2 separate regions of the Ovis aries genome follow, and region 2 is linked to region 1. A link is a contact called in public Hi-C data. All regions are on one chromosome and are shown on one strand. The core of a region is the stretch at or near the end of the contact, and the rest is flanking DNA. Distances in the headings are between cores, read along the strand shown.

Evidence for each region. Hi-C and Micro-C count contacts between places; a contact is called where the count stands out from the background.
Region 2: a Hi-C map of hypothalamus shows a contact between it and region 1, with 4 times the contacts expected there. The contact joins the enhancer-like site here to the promoter of HYCC2 in region 1. A contact is called at or near these places in 4 of 16 Hi-C or Micro-C datasets (hypothalamus, liver, muscle and 1 more).

The regions. Positions count from the first base shown.
Region 1 is chr2:203,410,034-203,417,613 of ARS-UI_Ramb_v3.0, forward strand. HYCC2 (hyccin PI4KA lipid kinase complex subunit 2) reads right to left here and starts at 4,836. Exons shown (of 14, transcript XM_060410199.1): 1 at 4,801-4,836; 2 at 3,960-3,993. NDUFB3 (NADH:ubiquinone oxidoreductase subunit B3) reads left to right here and starts at 5,183. Exons shown (of 4, transcript XM_060410240.1): 1 at 5,183-5,254; 2 at 7,439-7,565.
Region 2 is chr2:203,499,420-203,507,075 of ARS-UI_Ramb_v3.0, forward strand. CFLAR (CASP8 and FADD like apoptosis regulator) reads left to right here. Exons shown (of 11, transcript XM_060410219.1): 9 at 3,306-3,822; 10 at 5,968-6,125. The coding sequence ends at 6,106. Among named protein-coding and RNA genes, the nearest start is that of CASP10, 16 kb to the right of the region's middle. Within about 2 kb of position 1,387, at least 32 of the 54 cell types and tissues checked have an H3K27ac peak or open chromatin away from gene starts, as enhancers often do. A contact at or near this core is called in hypothalamus, liver and tail adipose tissue, where this site is marked.

The sequences.
Region 1 (7,580 bases), core at 3,586-6,085:
TGGCAACCCACTCCAGCGTTCTTGCCTGGAGAATCCCATGGACAGAGGAGCCTGGCGGGCTACAGTCCATGGGGTCGCAAACAGCGGACATGACTGAGCACACATGCACAGGGAATCTGCAGATCATTCCCATCTTGCAGGCAACTAGATTAGATGCTGAGTAACATCAGAGAGAGGGTACTAAATGACAAGAGATTTGACAACAGAACCCTGAAGAATAGAAATAATTGTCCCCTTTAGTTTTTCTCCCCACAATCAATAAAACAGTAGGTACTGTGACAGACTGAAAATTCATATTAACTTTAGATCTTACAGCACTTCATGTCCACTTTATCAGTTTTACAATACTATTATAAAGTATGAGGTATAGAGTAAGAGACTTTCCCCTCCCCCACTCTCTTTCTCATTTAAAAAGAAATATAAAAGGAATACAAGCTGATTAAAAAGTCTTAATATGTCAGTATACATTTGTCCAAACCCATACAGTGTACAATACCCAAACTGAACCCTAGTGCAAACCATGGACTTCGGGTGATGTCAACGTGGGCTCATCAACTGTGACAAATGCACCACTCTGTGGGGTGTACTGGAAGCCATGCATGTGTGAGAGGGTGTATAGGAACTCTCTGTATTTTCTACTTAATTTTGCTATGAACCTAAAACTACTCTAAAAAGTCAATTAAAAAATAAAATTAAGCCTCAGTACAAAAGAATATGTAAAAAGCATAAATTTCACTCCTCTCTCAGTATCCAACTCCCTCCACCCATTTTTCAAAAAAAAAAGATATGTAGAAAGGAATTTAAAGAGGTAAACTGATAAATCTTAGAGCTAAATAAGAATCAAGCAATACCAAGGGTCAATGGATAATGTCAATTATACCTCAATAAAAAAAGCCAAGGATTTATAATGATAAAAGTGATAGATAAGTTTGATTCTAACCTTTTTGGAAGTTCAGTATTTTGCAATAGAATAAAATAACTATTATGGAATCTATGCTTTGCCATTTAACAATTTAAGTGCCACGTACCATTATTTTATGACTACATTTTTTGCAGTTGTATCTCAAACTGAGAAAGAATTATAATTTTATAAACAATGTCATACCTCTTAATATATTACATAATTGAGTTTTTTATTCCTTTCTCTAAAAATAAAGTCTACACATTTATTTTTTCTCATACCTGTCTCCATGGAAGACAAATACCTAAATAGAACATCTAGGATTTAAAAGGATGAATCATGAATTTCTAAACATACCCTGTGTCAAAGTTAACACATTCACAATTTCAAGTTTTTATATTATTATTTTTTTTTAACCAAAAGATGAGTTTATATCTTCATCATACCATAGCAATATTGCAAGAAAAACCCTTTCATCAAGAAAACTTCCAGGCTTCCCTGGTAGCTCAGTGGTAAAGTATCCACCTGCCGATTTAGGAGACAAGGGTTCCATCCCTGATCTGGGAGGATCCCACATGCCTCAGAGCAACTAAGCCCATGCGCCACAACTACTGAGCCTGTGCTCTACAACTACTGAAGCCCTAGAGCCCACACTCCAAAACAAGAGAAGCCACCGTAACGAGACGCCCTCGCACCAAAATTAAGAGAGTAGCTCCTGATCTCTACAACTAAAGAGCCTGTGCAGCAATAAAGACTCAGCACAACCAAAAAGAAGAAACTTCAAATTCTTATTTCCCAATTCTAGTGTTAGAACTAGATAGCTTTCAGAGACATTAAGAGAACAGGTTTGAATAATGAAAGAAATTAGCTTGGTTTATGTAAAGGAGCTAAGTGCCAAGTAAAAACTAATTCCAACCAAAACATTCAGCACAATTTTTATTTCTGGCAACTTTAGCTCCTGGCTAGAAAGTCCATCCCAGTTATGACAATAAATGGTAAAAATTTATTGAGCTATAATATATTGATAGATTTAGAAGCCCTTTGTCTCAAGCTAAAACTACTGTTCTGGTTCACACCACATTGGGAGAGCCTTAAATGAGATCAATGATTCTCAAGTGGAAGCCTGTGGTAAACCATATCATCTAGGGGATTTATTTTTCCTTCAAAATATATCTACCTTCCTCATATTCTCCCTACCACTAAGATTCTTCAACAAAGTGGAGATGATATCATGGAGATGCATGTGTACCTTTTTTTCTTTTAACTCTTAAGATTATTCTGATATATATGTAACTCCTCACTTTCATGGAGAATTCCTGAATTAGGTCCAACTCTGCTTTTTTAAATTTTAAAAATATTTTCCAATCATATTTTTAAACATTGTATCAATAGCAAACAAAAGAAGCAGAGCTACAAAGTGGCAAGAGCACAGCAGAAAGCATAGCAGGTAAGGGGCTGTACTAACAGCAGCCCTAAGCAACCTAGAGTTTTCTGTGCCAGCTCCCTCCAGAACCCATTATATTACATTTTAGATGAATGCTCAGCTCATCATCCTGAGAAAAACACATAGTCTACTAGTCAGATAAAAATGTAAAAAGAAGCTATTTTGGACATCAAAAAACTAAGCCATAGAAAAAGACAAAAATTCCTCTGTTCCTGCATTAAAAGAACAATAACAAAGTATTATTTTGTGCAGCTGATAACTTGTTTGGAGACTTTCTGCTCATATTTTATTATTTTAGTTTTTCAGTATGTAGCATTATTTTTCTATTATAAAACCCAGTCAAGCTAAAAACCTTAATCGTTCTAAAACCTAATAAATTACTACAGAATGCCAAAAATGTATGAAAAAAAATCAAACAATCCTAATCCATATTGCTTGTCAAGACAGTTTAAGAGCTGGATTAGAAAAACAGGCTTTCAAGGTCCATTTTTGAGCAAACAATACTTCTTCACAGCCTTTATTCCGAATCCCTTATAAACAGCTTCAATATGGAAATGCACTAGAAAAGATAATTTCTAATCACATATAAATAATCAGCCAATTATTATTATATTCTGATTTGGATTAGCGTTCCTTAAATCACTTGCTTATTTCCTATTCAATGTTCAACTTTATCGCATTCAACAATGACACCTACTGGCCATTTAGAATCAGCCATTCTCTAAGACATCTCTAGTAGGCTGGTTATATAAGAAGAAACACATACATATACACACAAGATACACATAACCTGCATGAAAACAGAGATTTGTTCATAGGTACTCACACTACAGAACTGCACCTAAAATAGAAGCAGAACTGTTCTTCGTGACTGAGTATTATTCTTGCCAAAAGATAAGGAAGAATGAAATACCAAGTATCAAAATTTTATCTGAAACAGATAAATATCCCAGTACTCTAAACATTTCAGAACAAACTCTTAATGATCCAACACTCTTTACCAAATGACATTTAGAGGAAAAAAAGTTCCTAATTTAGTTTCTGGGATATACTAATATAAATCATCAATAATAGGAAAAAAAAGAATTTTGGAAAGTTCTGACATGCAGTATTAAGCTCAGAAAAATTATATACTTGCTAATAAATACTACATTAGTCTTTATAGTCTAAGATAAAGGCAACATTTCAATCAGCTTACATTTTAGAAATGTACAATGCCTCTTTTAAAACTGCTTTCCAATGCGCTATAAAAAATCAAGCTTTTTAATGTAATATGTCATTCCATAATACACAGTGAATGGAATTCCATTTTAATTCTACATTTCAAAGTGCAAATGAGTGACAGAAACTTAGAATTATATCTGTAAACACAGTTTACCTCTATCGGAGAGGGTCAAAGGACATACTTTTTAAACCTTAGAAATAAATAATTCATAACTAGTTTCCCAGACTTAGGGAGCAAATTACTTAAAGATAACTTCCCCTCCCTTCCCACCCCCACAAAAAAATCAGACCACCATCTCATTTTCAGTCTCTAACGTCCACAATATTTAGGGAGTGAAAAAAGAAAAAATTACCAACTAATTTTCTAGTCATTTTCCAAGTTGTACTTACCTTCTGCTATAGATTTTCGAGCGTCTCCACTTCCCTTAAGATTTGGGGAAAAAAAAAAATTTGTAATCAGTCATGACCCTTAAAACAAATAAATTCACGAACTACAAAACGTGAACCTGGCCACGCTCATCTCAAACTAACACATCTCTCAACCCAAGTCCATATTTGGGATAAGCTCTTCGTGACTACTCTATCCTTCATGGTTCTTCGCCCACAGAGCCTGCCGGGATAGAAAACAGTCAAACCAACAGGGGGAAAAAAACAAAAAAACTACTCAGACACATTAATAGGTTGCAAGACCTCCTCTTTCCAGGAGGGACAACCTAGTTGTTTGCGTAAATAACAGCCAAGGGTTACATAATGTACAGCTATGAAGTCTCAACTATCTCACTGCCAATATATATTTTTCTTCATCGCTACCCCCGTTCCCACTCTGAGAAATGGCCCTAGGAAGAAGCAAACCCTAGGATTTCTCTCAGGTGTTTGCAATGCCGTGTCCTCTTCTCTCTCTGAGCTCCATACAAGGAATTCCTCCAGCCTTCACAACACCGTCTTGCTCCCACCTCTCTCCGGTCTCCGCCAGCGCCACCGCAGCCCCCCACGCCCGAGGCTCCCACGTCGCCCCGCAGGGCTCAGCCTCCACCCGCCTCGACTGCTTCTCCTCCTCGCGACCCTTCCAAGCGGCTACCTATCTCCTAGTGGTTCCGGAACCACCAAAACTAGGGCTAACGCCTTCCCAGACCACCCTCGGCAGATCCCGTCTATAGCTCCTGTGGCTGAGAAGAAGAAAATCCTTCCTATCTGGCACTCCGCGTCCCCCAAAGACAGCGCCGCCGCCTACCTGTCACCCCGCTGCCTCCGGCTTCTTACCGCCACCGCCTCCCACAGCAGGCTGCCAACTGCAGCGCAACAACCCGCCGTCTCATTGGGTGATTCCACGCTCCAACAACGGTGCCGCTGATTGGTAGCAGAATGCCCGCGGCCCTCCTTCTGTGCAGCGTCTAAAGATTCCGGCCTCCTAGCAAGACGAGGTCGCGCCTTCCTCACCCTCTGTCCTCCACAGTTTCCCTTACCTCGGCCAAACTACAGATGCACAGATATGCGGGGGAAATGTCCACTTCAGGCAGGCTTCATGTCACCTCCACTGGTCCAGGAATCTGTGACCCAGCACAAAAATGTTTAATTTCTCCTCTGGTTTCCTGCCGTAAGTCACTCGAGGTGACAACTTCCGTTTCCGGTTGCCGCTGGCTGGAGGGGTGAATCTTGAGTGTCCTGAGAGGTCAGATTGCTGTCAGGTAAATTGGGGAGCTTTTGGGAGATCTCTCGCTGGGGAATAAAAATGAGACTCTATTCTGAGGATTGTCAAAAGGGAGAGACTAAATGGAGGATGATGAGAGTGCTCAAGAGGGAAAGAATCGAAGAACTGTCAGGAGAGAACAATGAAGTCCTGGAGTAGTTGAGGGGTGGCTGTAGGATGCAGTGAGAATCACTATAGTTAAGTCCAAACCCTTTTTTTCCTCCTCGGCCACCCCGTGTTTTTTTGGTTTACCTTTGAATCGAATGATGGCACAACCATCCTCGAATTGAAAGTTTGTAAATTTACAATGCCTGCCTCACGAACCTGTGTTTGTTGTTGTTCTTTAGTCGCTAACTCGTGTCTGGCTCTTTTGTGACTCCATGGACAGTTGCCCACCAGGCTCCTCTGTCCATGGAATTTCCCAGACAAGAATACTGGAGTGAGTAGCCACTTCCTTCTCCAGGTGATCTTCCCGACCCAGGACCCGCATCTCCTGCATTGCAGGCGGATTCTTTACCGCTGAGCCACATGGGAGTTGCTCAGTTGTCCCTGGCTCTTTGCGACCCCATGAATTGTAGCCCACCAGGTTCCTCTATCCGTGGGATTTTTCCTGGCAAGATTACTGGACTGGATTGCCATTTCCTCCTCCAAGGGGTCTTCCTGACCCAGGGCTCCAACACGCATCTCCGGCATTGCAGGCGGAGTCTTTACAGCTGAGCCACCTGGGATGTATAGTATAATTTTATTTATTTGTTTTTTTGAAGATTTAGTATTTATTTATCTGGTTGCAGTCCGGCCTTAGTTGCAGCACATGGGATCTTTGTTTTGTCATGCGTGACCTTTCGTTGCAGTGTTTGGGGTCAGTGTTGTGGCAGTCAGCAGTTGTGGCACACTAGGCTTAGTTGCTCTGCATTGCATGGCAGATTCTAAACCACTGGACCACCAGGGAAGTCCTTGTAGTAACTTTTAAATTAGATTTTTCTGGCATGAATGTTTATGACCCAGAGTTAAAGTGAAAAGGAGATACAAAGTCATCACACTAATGTTTAGTATGATTACTCTTTTTAAATTGCCTATACACAGATGCAGGGACTGGAAGTGACGCTAAAGGTGAAACCAGTTCATTTGTCTTTAATTTTCTAATTTTCCGATGGTAATAACAATTTTTTAGAGGAGAAATTGAAACATATAATTCAAAGTCTTTGGTAAACTGTGAAATTATGTATATTGTAAGTGGCATTACCCATTTATTTCCTTATTAGGGAAGGTACGCCTGCACTCTTCTGTACTAGAGCCAGCTCCCTTGAGTGGAGACTGATCTTCACCAAAGTTATAGGTTCACTTCAGACATAGATAGAATGAGGTGGGGAAAAAAATTAGTGATTACATGTTCTTTCCTTGTTGAACTAATTTCCTTGCTGTTCTTATTTGAGCAGCTCTGAAATGGAAATTAATCACCTCTTACTGACTCCTTGACACAGTTTAAGTCACTTTATCTAATTTTAATTTTTATTGTGACATATACATAGCAGATGGAGAAGGAAATGGCAACCCACTCCCGTGTTCTTGCCTGGAAAATCCCATGGACAGGGGAGCCTAATACATATAAAAAGGCTATATAAAACATAAGTACATATAAACAAATTATAATCAAGCAAACAATTGATCCCGTTCATTTCAGTTGCTCAGTCGTGTTTGACTCTTTGCGACCCCATGCACTGCAGCACACCAGGCTTCCCTGTCCATCACCAACTCCCGGAGCTTGCTCAGATTCATGTCCACTGAGTCAGTGATGCCATCCAACCATCTCATCCTCTGTCGTTCCCTTTTCCTCCTGCCTTCAATCTTTCCTAGCATCAGGGTCTTTTCCAAGGAGTCAGTTCTTTGCATCAGGTGGCCAAAGTATTGGAGTTTGAGCTTCAGCATCAGTCCTTCCAGTGAATGTTCAGGACTGATTTCCTTTAGGATGGACTGGTTGGATTCCTTGCAGTCCAAGGGACTCTCAAGAGTCTTCTCCAACACCACAGTTCAAAAGCATCAGTTCTTTGGCGCTGAGCTTTCTTTATTGTCCAACTCTCATATCCATACATGACTACTGGAAAAACCACAGCTTTGACTAGACGGACCTTTGCTGGCAAAGTAATGTCTCAGCTTTTTAATATGCTGTCTACATTTGTCATAGCTTTTCTTCCAGGGAGCAAGCATCTTTTAATTTCATGGCTGCAATCACCATCTGCAGTGATTTTGGAGCCCAAGAAAATAAAGTCTCACTGTTTCCATTGTTTCCCCAGCTATTCGCCAACCTTCAGGTTAGGAAATAAAGC
Region 2 (7,656 bases), core at 137-2,636, 86 kb after region 1:
AAAGACAGAGAAGTTACTGTTGATACATGGGAGTGCAGCATCTAAATCTGGCCACTCTGTGTCCATTTTAGTTAGCTTTCACTCTAAGGGGCTTCCCAGGTGGCACTAGTGCTAAAGAACCTGCCTGCCCATGCAGGAGACATAAGAAACATGGGTTTGATCCCTGAGTTGGGAAGATCTCCTGGAGAAGGAAATAGCAACCCACTCCAGTATTCTTGCTTGTGCAACCCTATGGACTGTAGCCTCCATGGAGTTACACAGAGTTGGACACAACTGAAGTGACTTAGCGCACTGGTTTCTAAGGAAGTAGATTCCATACAAGAGAGGCATTGCAGGCAGGCTCCATGATTTGTGCTGAAGTGGCTGCCTTTATATTCTTTAAAACTAATATCTTAAAAAAATGTTTTATTTACTTATTTTATATTTATTTTGGACTGTGCTGGGTCCTTGTTGCTGCACACGGGCTTTCTCTGGTTGCGGTGAGCAGGGGCTGCCCTGTTGTGGTGGGCTGGCTTCCCGTTGCAGTGGCTTCTCTTGTTGTGGAGCACAGGCTCTAGGCACGCAGGGTTTGGTAGTTGCAGCACACGGGCTTCGCTGCCCCATGGCATGTGGGATCTTCCTGGACCAGGGATCGAACCCATGTGCCCTGCATTGGCAAGTGAATTCTTAACCGCAGGACCACAGGGGAAGTCCCCAAACTATTATCTTATATTTGAATAAGCACTCACAGTTTGCAAAGCATCTTGACAGAAATTTCAGTGGATCCTTACAGCCACCTTCTGGAAGACATGGTTTAGTCACTGATCCATTTTATAGATGAGTAAGTTACAAATGTCATTTCTTCAAAGCCACACTATCATGATCTTGATCCTGTATAGACTGGCTTATATCCATGTTCTTGCTGGGTCAAGAAGAAACAACAGCTAGCCTCAGTCCTCATCATCTGATAGAGAAAAGGTGTGTTATTAATGGGAAATGCCAGCTGGGATCCCTTCAGACCGTGTCCATTGAGTGACTGTTGCCTCAGGAATATTTTAAGGGATCCTCGTCTTTGTCTGAGGCCCATTCAGGTCTGGTATTCTGATTGGCCTTATACTTGGCCTTGAGGACCTGTATGGCTTTTGGATCCGCTTCCAGCTTTATTTTTTTTCCTTCTGTTCTTCTAGACCGCAGATTCCCGTCTCCTTCTTAGCTCTTCTGTTAGCGTAAGTTAGCCTTCTTTCAGGACCAGACAAGGTTTAGACCCGTATGTGGGTAGAGGAGTCAGGACTGAAACTCAGACCTTGTGATTCCAAGACTTCCTCTTTTACCCAGTTTCATGCAGTGGCCTGCCGACTGCCTTGCGACAGCCCAGCCAGAGCCTGCGGGCAGCCCAGATCAAAGCAAGAAATTAAGTAAGGCGCAGGACAGCATGGTTCTATGAGACAGCCTGGCCAGAGCCTGCGGGCAGCCCAGATCAAAACATGAAATTAAGTAAGGCGCAGGACAGCATGGGTTCTGTTCAGACCCCTGCATACAAGGATGGAAAGGGAGGAAGTGGCTTTCTTTCAAGGGCTTTGATAAGGGAGTCAGTCTATCAGTGAAAAGAGGCTTTTGAGGGGACTAGGCCAGTCTGAGACAAGTAAACAAAAGAGCTTTGAGTCTGGTGTTTCTCTGTTTGCTTCTGCCCCCTAGGGGAGAGAATGCTCCATGACTGGAGAGTGACTCCTGAAAGGGAGAGTTTGGAACAAAGCAGAGGGGATGGCACTGGAGTCCCCGTCCAGGTTCTCTCATGGTACAGCCCCAGCTGAGCACAGAACTGGGCACTGAAGCCTTGCCTACACCCTCAGAAACCTTGCCTAGCAGGAGGTGCTGCTGCGCCTTGTCTAGCACTCCGAGACCCTATGTAGACAAGTGAGGTTGCTTTGTAGGATTTTAAAGAGATTGGCCCCTTCTTTATATCTCTTCATTATGGCATTTTATGTATGTATATATTTATTTATTTATTTATACACACACACACACACACATATATATACATATAATTCAGTGGTTTTTTTGCCCTTACCTCTTGGTCTGGCAGAAGGACAACAGTGAATAGTTTAACTACATTCTTAGGTGATGGTTATCATCGTTGCCTTTTGCTGACATACTGGTGAATTGAAAAGGGAAGTGAAAGTGTTAGTCACTCAGTTGTATCTGACTCTTCGTGATCCCATGGACTGTAGCCTGCCAGGCTCCTCTATCCATGGAATTCTCCAGGCAACAATACTGGAGTGGGTTGCCATTCCATTCTCCAGGGGACCTTCCCGACCCAGGGATTGAACCTAAGTCTTCGGCACTGCAGGCAGGTACTTTACCATCTGAGCCATCAGAGAAGCCCAAAATACAAGGTGGGAGGGAGGTTCTGTGGCCGTTGGATCTAGATTTAGATCTGTGCTCTGCAAATGCACCCATTCCTATGAACTGGGTTATTTTAAGAAGGAGCCCCTTGAACAAAAGTTTTGGTTGAAAAGAAAAAGTGTTTTTCACTCTCATGTAGATGAGAGGTGGGCTCAGTCCATGCCTGAGGCCAGATGTGGCGGTGGCCTCAGGGAAAGAGAATGTAGCGGGACAGATCATGGCTGTGAAGCTGGGACATGAGTCACATAAGTCATGTTTTAGGCTGGTTCTATCCTCCTGACCCATTCTCAGGACCTTTGCTGCTGCTGCTGCTAAGTCGCTTCAGTCGTGTCCGACTCTGTGTGATCCCAGAGATGGCAGCCCACCAGGCTCCCCTGTCCCTGGGATTCTCCAGGCAAGAACACTGAAGTGGGTTGCCATTTCCTTCTCCATTGCTTGAAAGTGAAAAGTGAAAGTGAAGCCGATCAGTCGTGTCTGACTCTTAGCAACCCCATAGACTGCAGCCCACCAGGCTTCTCCGTCCATGGCATTCTCCAGGCAATACTGGAGTGGGGTGCCATTACCTTCTCTGCTCAGGACCTTTAAAGCCTCAGAAGAGAAAATGTTAGTTGCTCAGTCATGTCCAACTTTTTGCAACTCCATGGACTGTAGCCCTCCAGGCTTCTTTGTTCCTGAAATTCTCCAGGAAAGAATACTGGCGTGAGTAGCCATTTGCTTCTCCAGCAGATTTTCCCAACCCAGGGATAGAACCTTCACTGCAGACAGATTCTTTACCGTCTGAACCACCAGGGTAAAGTCTCAAACTATGACACAAAAAGCAGAAACAGACAAATAATGGAGATGAGACCATGTTTAGGATTGTGACCCAGTGTCTCTTGACCTTTCCTTACTCCTATGTTGTTTTTCATCTTTGTTTTTTCCAGACATTCTTCGTGACACCTTCACTTTCCTAGGCTATGAAGTCAGGCATTTCTTATATCTCACTATGAGAGATATAACCAACATTCTACGCCAGGTTGCCCAGATGCCCCAGCACCGAGACTCTGACAGCTTTGCGTGTATCCTGGTGAGCCGAGGGGGCTCCCAGAGCGTGTTTGGTGTGGATCAGACTCACTCTGGGGTTCCTTTGGATCATATCAGAAGAATGTTCATGGCAGACATGTGCCCCTCTCTCTCAGGGAAGCCAAAGCTCTTTTTCATTCAGAGCTATGTGAAATCAGAGGGCCAGCTGGAGGACAGCAGCTTCCTAGAGGTGGACGGGCCGTCAGTGAAAAGTGCAGAATCCAAGGCCAGGCAGCCTGGGGCCTACCAGGATTTGATTCACCGAGAAGCTGACTTCTTCTGGAGCCTGTGCAAAGCAGATGTGTCCCTGCTGGAGGGACCCTCCAGCTCACCCTCATTGTACCTGCGGTGCCTCTCCCAGAAACTGTGGAAAGAAAGGTGAGCCTCCCAAGCTGTGGTGGATCCTGGCCCCAGTTGTTCTGCTGCCAAGATGGAAGGGTCTTCCCAAGTGGTGCTAGTGGTAAAAAACCCACCTGCCAACACAGGAGACATAAGAGATGCGGGTTCCATCCCTGGGTTGGGAAAATCCCCTGGAGGAGGGCATGGCAACCCACTTCAGTATTCTTGCCTGGAGAATCCCATGGACAGAGGAGCCTGGCAGGCTACAGTCTTTAGGGTCGCAAAGAGATGGACATGACTAAAGCGGCTTAGCATGCACACAGGCACTAAGATGGAAGTGCCACTGTTTGATGCCCTTCTCTTCAGGGTTTTTTTTTTCAACCCTTGTTGCAGTTTCCTTAAGAGTCTGAGATAGATTCTGCACAGTTTATGAATGCTTTGTGCCTTAGAAGGATATTTAGTAGAGCTTGTGGTTTGGATATTTTCCTTCAAAATTAAGAAATGTTTATTTTTTCTTATTACAAAAGCAATGCATGCTCCTTACTAGAAAAAAACCACCACCACCACCAACAAACCATGAGATATAGATGCTGAAGGCAGAGCATAACAAGCGGTTTTAATCCAACTTACCAGAACCAACCTGTTAACCAAATCTCAATATATTGCCTCCCAGATCTTTTTTGGATCCCATACAGTTATACATAAACATGTGTTTTAAGCCAAAATGAAATAATAATCTACTGTTATTTTATAACATGCTTTTACTTTGTGTAACAGCTTATTTTTACATGTCAGGAATCATGTTTCTATAGCATTTTACTACGCAGAGTAGTCCCTAATATGGTTATAGCATAATTTCCTTGGCCAGTCTTTAGTCATTGGGCAATGTTTTGCATTGGGCAATATTTTTACATCTTTTTAGGTCAGTATTTGTGCTTATTCTTAATTGTTTTATTGAGGGGAAAATTCCCAGAAGTGGAATTACTGGGTCCAATGGCAAGCATTAAAAAATATGTTTATTTATTTATGACCTCACTGGGTCTTCCTTGCTGCACTCAGGCTTTTCTTTAGTTGCAGAGAGTGGTGGCTGCTCTTCCTTGCAGTCTGCAGACTTCTCATTGCAGTGATTTCTCTTGTTGCAGAGCACAAACTGTAGAGTATGGGCTCAGTAATTGTAGCACACAGGCTTAGTTACCCTCTGGCATGTGAAATCTTCCCAGAACAGGAATCAAACACTTGTCCCCGGCATTGGCAGGCAGGCTCTTAACCATTGGACCACCAGGGAAGTCCAATAAGCATGTTAAAAACCTCTGATACATCTTATCAGATTGTCTTCTAGATCAGTTAGACCAGCTTTTCAAAAAAAATTTTGGCCATGCCATGTGGCTTGAGGGACTATAGTTTCTCAATCAGGGATTGAACCCAGAACCCTGGTCGTGAGAACACTGAGTCCTAACCACTGGACTGCCAGGGAATTCTCATAGGCCTGCTTTTATGAGACTGTCGATATCCCTGAGTTCTCACTAATACTGTGTGCTCTTTTATTTCCCCACGTCTTGACAGTTTGATGGGTAAAAAATGGTACCAGATTGTACAGATTTGCAAGTCTTTGTTACTTGGACATTTTTGGTGTTTATTGGCAAGAATACTTTTCTAAGGGAACCATTAGTGAGTGGTCTGGTGTTCCTTTAGGTGGAAGCAAGCCTCACTGTGCCTCAAATGAAGATTAGTAGTCCCTTTTCAGTTTCCCACTAATAACAATTTATAGTATCTCCAAGTCACTTGTGAAAGGCATCTTTTGTCGCTTGGGAGACCCTAGGAATAAATCTCAGGGCCCAGGACACCTAGCCTCCTCAGGAATGGCTCAACAGTAAGGGGAGGGCTAGAGCAGCGGTGACTCAGCCTTCCACGGTGGAAATGCCATGGGCCAGCCACATCGTTGGCCTGGCCTTTTACATTCATCCTGCATTTGCACAGAGTTGCCTCTTGGGGGAGGGGACTGTGGTCATCAAACAAGACTGCTGCAAACCTGTTTAGATCATTTGCTAAGCAGCTTATAGACTATTTAGAAAGGAACAGTTTTACAGCACTTTCATATCTGTGAGTTGATTTCATTCTGATGATAATCTGTCTCCTCATTGATAATTGCATGGAATTAATTTTTGCCTTTTACATTCCCTCCAGAAAGCACTCGCTCCTGGAACTCCACACTGAACTCAACAGCCTGGTGTATGATTGGAACAGCAAAGTGTCTGCTAAGGAGCGATACTACGTCTGGCTGCAGCACACTTTGAGAAAGAATCTCTTCCTCCCTCACAAATAAAAAGTCAAAGTCACGGCTGGTGAGAACCTGCTTCCTGTTGTGTCTCCATATGGCAGAAAGCACAGAGAGAACAGGCTGTCTTATGTCTCTTCTTATAGGGGTACTGATCCTGTTCATAAGGACTGCACTGACATGACCTAATCTCCTCCCAAGGGCTATCTAATATTATCATATTGGAGGGTGGTCACAGACATTCAATTTAAAATAGTGGCTTTCAGATCTGAGGTTGCCTGTCTGCCTAGGATTCACATAGCTTTCTACATCTAATTAGGTATAGTGTGCCTTTCCTTTTGAGAAGGAAGTGGCAACTCACTCCAGTGTTCTTGCCTGGAGAATCCCAGGGACGGGGCTCCTTGGGCTTCCCCGGTGGCTCAGTGGTAAAGAATTCACCTGCATTGCAGGAGTGAGTCACAGGAGACACAGGTTCAATCCCTGGATCAGGAAGATCCCCTTTGAGGACGCATGGCAACGCACTCTGGTATTCATGCATAGAGAATCCCATGGACAGAGGAGCCCAGCAGGCTATAGTCCATGGGGTCCCAAGAGTCGGACACAACTTAGCAACTAAACTACCACCATTTAAAACAGTAGAGCATTTTTTGCAAATGTTCATGAAACATTTACCACAACAGACTATATTCTGGGCCATAAAATAATATATTTAAGAGGATTGAAACCTGCCGGGGTCCAGTCCCGGTGGATCCAGGGTGATTCAAAGGAGACGGATAGGCGAGGAAAAAACTTATTTATTTATTAATATAAGATTAGATTAGGAAGAAATAGTATAGTAGGAAAATTAAGGAAAAGAGGCTGAATAACTTGATATACGTGGAAAGCCAATAAAGTCCCAGACAAGGAACTTGCACCATCTACGTTAGGCCACTGGCGTCCGTTTGAATATCGGAGAGTGCCCCGCCTTGGGCTGTCTCTCTTAGGGATCTTAGAAGCCGGACAAGTAAGTAAACATGGTGAGCCTCCACGCCCCAGATGGGAATTCAGCCGAAACAGGGAGAAAAGAATGACATGGGGAAGCCCAGCATCGGTGCAAGACTCCAAAAACTATTTTTCAAAATCAGCTTATATACCCCAAGTTGTACATAATGGAATATGCAGAGTTATGCAGGGACAGCAGTCCTGACCCTCATTGAGACAAGGCTTCCTTTTTGCATACCCTCCCGCATACAAAAGGTCTCAGGTGGTTTACATTATCTTCTGGCCAAGAGGCTTGTTAACATTTTTCTGGCTCTCTTCCTGGATAATTGTCTATCAACCAGAAAACTCCTTTTCCCTAGAAGTGTTTTTTCTTTTCTCTGCATCACCCTCAAAGTACTAAATAAAGTGACATTCCTGTAGAACAAAGGTACAGTGGGTTATAACAAAGAAAGTACTTAACTCAAAGATCTAATGTTGCTAGTACCAGGTTTACCATCTGTTTTTCTATATACCAACTATATCTAAAAATAAAAGATATGAGATTTTGGCAGCAAGTATTGGCTCAACAAATGAAACCTTTAATCAGTCCTATTCTAATGATTTTGACTCCTTGGAAG